Linked DNA regions of Mus musculus: region 1 is linked to region 2. The links are chromatin contacts, called in public Hi-C maps. All regions are on one chromosome and are shown on one strand. Each heading gives the region's core, a stretch centred on a gene start, on an enhancer-like site or on the middle of the called end of the contact. The rest is flanking DNA. Distances are from core to core; before and after follow the strand shown. Region 1 has its middle 17 kb from the start of Gm34201. Region 2 overlaps Shisal1 (shisa like 1).

Region 1 (2,700 bases), core at 176-2,675, 200 kb after region 2:
CCAAATAATTTGCCTAATAATTACAAGACTGTTAGGCCCCATCCAGAGGTAGACCTATAAGTCTATCATTAAAGGGAGTTAAAGATAACCCAAGATAATTTGTAATTAGCCTCTGGATCGGAAACATTCTAACTGTTCTACAGTTGTTTGAAGTTCCCATCTGTCAATCAGCATATAAGGGGTGTGGCTTCCTTTTTGAGAAACTTTGCTGGAACAGGGCAGGAGCTGAGCAGTGGACTGTGACCACTGAAGGTGATGGGGAACAGAAAGGACCCAGAGAGGCCTCTCCTGGTGGCCTCAGAGACAATTGCTGATAATCTCCCGGTGTTCTCTGGAGTGGGTGGGGACAGGCCTGACACAATGCGGTTACTTTCTTATCTTCTCTATCGCTTACCACCACCAGCACCCACCCAGCCCACCCCGGAGTTCCCAGTGAACTGTGCCCCAGATTAAACAATAGTCAGCAAGCCATAAAACGGGGTGTGCTCTGGTGGAATCTGGGGACTAGGGAAACAATCTTGCCCTGTCCCTGCCCTTGAGGGTAAAGGGTTCTAGGTTCTTATCCACCCCATCCCCCACCCGTGAAAGAACTGAGCAGAGACACACAGATACAGCAGAAGCCATGGCCTCTGATTTTTCAAAAGATCCACTACCAAGGGGTGAGCCCAACCAGCAGAGTACAAAAGGCTTGGATGATAGAGGGAAGGTTTGGGGGCTCATTTGCATAGAGCGGTCCTTGCTGCACAGGCTCTCCCTCACTTGTAGTTCCACGCCCAGCTTCATGCATCCTGTGTCTCATTGGCATCTTAAGTCTCCATCCAGGGGTGAGCCACACATCACCTGTGGACACTAGAGTGACGACATCCATGACAGTAGCCAGACTTACTTGACCACATCTGTTATTTTCCCATAATGCCGACTGTTTTAAAACTTTCCAGTCCAGACCACGTTGTCTGAGCAATTTCTTCTGCTTCAGTATCACTGCTTGTAAGACCCTGTGGCCACGTCAGGCCATCTAGATACTCCAGAACAATTACCTACTTGCAGGGTCCTAATCTTATCTTCGCCTCTGTAATGTCCCTTCGACAATGCAAGATTCAAGGTGGATTGGGGAAGGTCACGTGGCTAAAGCCAGAGCTGGCAACCCTAGTAGGAAGATGAAAACATGCCAGCAGGGACTAGCTTTGACTCCTTTAATCGCCCCCCAACACCTGCAGAGGAGAACTTGGCTCTTAAGTCTCTAATCTGGAAGACAGGCTCCATGCCCCGCCCACCAGAGACAGCGCACTTAGTGGGGATCAAAGCAGCTCCTGTCTCTAGCCAGAAAGAGGAAGAAGCAGCTAAGAGCTCCCAGCCCCAGCTCAGAGCCAGCTGAGTACACGAGCTCTGTGTGTATACACCACACCCCTGCTCCAAGTGCCACCCACGTGCAGGCGCAAAGCTTGATCAGCGCCATCTCCCCACAGATGCGGGAGCGCTGACATCAGCAGGAGAGCCTTGGATGCTATCTGAGGTGACTTGTAGATCAAGTGTATTCTCGGAGCAGAGCTCATTGACACAGAAGATGTCTGTGGGGGTTGAATCCTTATAATGACGACACTCTAGGAGAGCATATGCCCACCCCACCAACTGCAGGCTGGACCCTCTAGTATCCTGTCCTTGCCTGTACCTGGACACCCGCTTCCAGTCTATACACCTGCATCTGACTAGAGAGAAGCCCCTTTCCACTGCCCTCACCAGCCAGGAAGAGCCAGCAACGTTTTACAGCTGGCCAGTCCCAAGCCTACTCTTCTCAGCACTCAATAGCTTCTTCCTGTCCCTTAGGGGACACCTGCTTTTCTGGGGTCCCTCCAACCTCGAGTGCCCGAGAAAATTATTTCCCTGATCAAATATTCATGGGTCTGTCAAGCCTGAAATAAGCCTACAAAGAAGAAAGGCAATTTGTGTCCGGCATAAATGCTTGACAGGGTGCGTGAAACCCCGCAGCTGGCTTCTGAGTCGTCCCTGGGCCCCTTCTCCTCCACCCTCTAACAGTAGACCTCTCAGGCAGATGCGCTGTGCGGTCTGGAACTCCTGCAGGACTCTGCCCTTCATCATCTGTGCAATACCGAACAAGAGGCCGGTGTTCCTTTGACACAGCCTCCCACTTCTGCAAAGTCCTGCTGTCCTGGAAGCAGTGACTCCAGACTCTGGGGACACCAGTGCAGGCCTCTCAGATGAGGCCAAGTAGTCAGGGCCACGACCCCATGAGGGGCCATCACTGTCTCACACATCGACTCCTTTATCCTTAACCTGCCTCACAAGAATGAAGCAACAGCAAGACAAGGCACTCAATGCCAGACTTCGGTTCTGCCCGCCTGGAGCTCGGATCACCCATGTGAGGACTCCCACCACCCGTGTCACTGTGAAGACTGCTTGTCTGGTACTTTGGAGACCATGAATGGTAAATTTGGAATGTTCCAGGAAAACAAAAGGCCAGTGCGGGAGAGACAAGAGAGGAGAGATGTGAGCAGAGACTCAGGAGACCATACTGGATGGGTGGGCACAGGTCCATCACTATGTTCTTACCAGAGGGAATTTGGATGTAAAAAAAAACCTAGAGAGGAGAGTCTAGGGGGGTGCAAAGCAGAAGTGGGAGGGGTGAAACTAGGAGGCCAGGGAAATGTCCCTGTTTCCAGAAAAACCTAGAGCCAGAAGGGG
Region 2 (2,700 bases), core at 59-2,558:
GACAGAAGGCTCCCACTGCCCCTCTGTGTGGCTTGATTCCCTCCCAAGCCACATTCTGGCTTTTGTGGACTGATCAGGTCCCCAGGGTCCTCGTCCCAATAGCTTGCTCTATGATACAAATGCCGCTTACAGCTTTCAGGATAGAATTCCTATCCCAACCAATTGGGAGTTCCTGCCTCTGGCTGGGAAGCCCCGCCCCTGGCTGAGAAGCCTTGCCCCTGGCTGGGAGGCCCCGCCCTTGGTTGAGAACCCCCCACACCACCCCACCCCCTGACCTTGTCTAGGAAGCCCTGTCCCACCTGGGAGGCCAGGCCTAACCCAGTCTCATCCATGTCCACTCCTCCTCTGCAAGGAGTCTGCCCAGAGTTACTCATTCCGACTTCACTTCTAGGTCTGGCTGCCTCGGCTCCCTTAGAAGGAGTGCTGGCTTGGTGGTGAGACAGCAGGGCCCAGCTGTATCACCCTACGGAGAGGGAGTATCAGGAAGATGGCTAGACGCTTGCTTACAAAGGAAGATGCCCTAGGTCAGCAGGCCCCACATCTGTCAAGGGACACTGGTGTCAGCGGGGTGGGTGTGGGTTGGTCCTTACATCTGACAGGTAGAGGCTGGAATAGTCCCGCCCAGGCCCAGGTGATCTCACAGTGAAGGAGGACCAGACCCTAACATCAGAGTGCCTTCCTGAGCCTCCCTCTAAGGTCTGCCTCTGCCAGAAGACTCTCCAGAGTTCCTAAGGTGGGGTCTCCAGAGCCCTAGGATGTCTGAGATTCCCCACTGTTCTCCTGTGTCAAACCAGCTAGCTGTGGCTGTGAGTCCCTGTGACCAGCACGGCAGGATAGACAGCACAGAGACTCACAGATGCCTTGTCCCGCCTGGAGTGCTTCCGAAAGCCAAGGATTAAAAACTCAACGAAGCTTCAGAGCATCACCATTCCCACTCCCTCTGGGGGAAGGCCCTGGGTATTGGCAGCCAGCAGCAACAGCCAGGCCCCTGTGCCTGCTTTGTGGGAAACCCTGTGGGAGCAGATTATAGAAACCTGTGGGCTTCTAAGGGAGGCTCCCAGACCCCAGGTGCCAGACCTCGAGGAAGTCTATTTGTGGGGGGCCCAGCCTCTGCCTGGCTTTTCCAGGGCACCTGTAGCACGCTGAGTCTCAACCCCAGTCCTGGCACTACCCTTCCCCCATCATGGAAACAGCCCCTGGTCTCACAAAAGGCTTAGGCCAAATTCCAGGCTTGGTTCCAGCCCCTGCTATGATGGACGGGGCTTGCTGAGCCACTTCACACACAGGATTATTCAGAGGCCCAAGCAGATGGCAGGATATTCAGGGGAAGCTCCGTGCAGCTGAGAAAGGAGCTCTCAGGAGCTGGCCGGGGTGGGAGGAGGAGAGGCTTGGATGATAGTCAGAGAGTCTGCATCTCCTGCCCACCCAAAGGAAAGAGGCACCTTCTCCAGAGGGAACGGAGTCTGGTAGCAAAGTCTCAAACTCCAGAGGCAGACGGAGCTAGAGGCTCAGTTCCTCAGCCCTGTTGCTCCCGGCACTGCCATAATCCTTATCAAGAGCCACTCCATAATATTCCCTTTCAGTCCATTGTTCCTACCATGGGAAATCCTTCAATCCCCAGGGCAAGAGGTGAAGCCTCCCATAATGTAGGGATAATAAGAATGCCTGACTGTTGGCATGTTTTAGAAACACTAGCCTATGCAGTTGGAAAAGGAAAACCAACCAACCAACCAACCAACCAACCAACCAACCAACCAAAAGCAAACAGAACCAAGAACAACAAAAAGCTAGGGAAGCAGGGGCACGTGGATCTCTGTGAGTTCAAGACCAGCCTGGCCTACAGAGAGAGTTCCAGGACAGCCAAGGCTGCTCAGAGAAAACCCCAACTGGAAAAACCAAACCAACCAATAACCGAACAAAAGCCAGAAACTGTGAAAGTAAGGCTGGCATCAGGACTCAGGAGGCTGTGTGCAAGTGCGCAAGTTCAGGGCCACCCTATGAGCTCCTGCCTCACGAGCAAGGAAGGGGGATATGGGGCTATTTCTCCCCAGTGGCATAACTGGAAACAAGAGAGAATCGATCAAAAAGGTGTTACAAAAACTGAGGACAGAATTCATGAATAAAGACTCCTAATTTTTGATCATCCATAGTCAGAAGGGTAAAAGGAAGAGAGGCTATTTCTGAGAGCAGCGTTGAAAAGAGCAAGCTAGAAACAAACGCGGACGTCACCCACGTCTTCCCTACATAGAAAACCAAAAGCATTACAAAAGAAAACCCGAAGGGCTGGGGATAGCTCAGTGGTGGAACACTTGCCTAGAAAATTTGAATCAAATGAATAAACAGGCTGTGTGTGTGTTCTTGGGTGGAAACAGTCAACACCAAAAACTGAAAAAGAAACGATATCACCAAAAGTTGATCCTTATGTGAAGCTAGCTGCAGTAGAGGATACCAGTCAGACTAATTGGTTTTGTTCTGATAGGGCCCGCAGAGCAGGAGGATCACATAAGCAGGTTCTAAAACTCAGGGTCTAAAGAGCCTGGGACAATTAAACCCCAGAAACACGAAGTCAGCCTGGGAGTCAGCAACTCACACAGTGTAACACTAGCGTATGACATGGCCTTCCAGCAAAGGCCAGAGAGCTATGACACTCTACCCTGGGGTTCACGTGTGGCACATTATAGCACAGGGTGAGCGTGAGTG

The links. Hi-C and Micro-C count contacts between places; a contact is called where the count stands out from the background.
Region 1: a contact with region 2 is called in a Hi-C map of cerebral cortex, with 2.3 times the contacts expected there. The contact joins two enhancer-like sites. A contact is called at or near these places in 2 of 15 datasets of contacts at CTCF or cohesin (large pre-B cells and pro-B cells), 7 of 484 Hi-C or Micro-C datasets (the C2C12 cell line, the HL-1 cell line, the N1E-115 cell line and 4 more), 4 of 115 datasets of contacts at active chromatin or transcription factors (VIP interneurons, embryonic basal ganglia, neural progenitor cells and 1 more) and 1 of 9 other capture datasets (embryonic stem cells).

The regions. Positions count from the first base shown.
Region 1 is chr15:84,608,911-84,611,610 of GRCm38.p6, forward strand. No RefSeq gene overlaps it. Among named protein-coding and RNA genes, the nearest start is that of Gm34201, 17 kb to the right of the region's middle. Within about 2 kb of position 1,426, at least 41 of the 459 cell types and tissues checked have an H3K27ac peak or open chromatin away from gene starts, as enhancers often do. A contact at or near this core is called in cerebral cortex, where this site is marked.
Region 2 is chr15:84,413,138-84,415,837 of GRCm38.p6, forward strand. All of the region lies in intron 3 of Shisal1 (shisa like 1), which reads right to left. Among named protein-coding and RNA genes, the nearest start is that of Gm46527, 16 kb to the right of the region's middle. Within about 2 kb of position 1,309, at least 44 of the 459 cell types and tissues checked have an H3K27ac peak or open chromatin away from gene starts, as enhancers often do. A contact at or near this core is called in cerebral cortex, where this site is marked.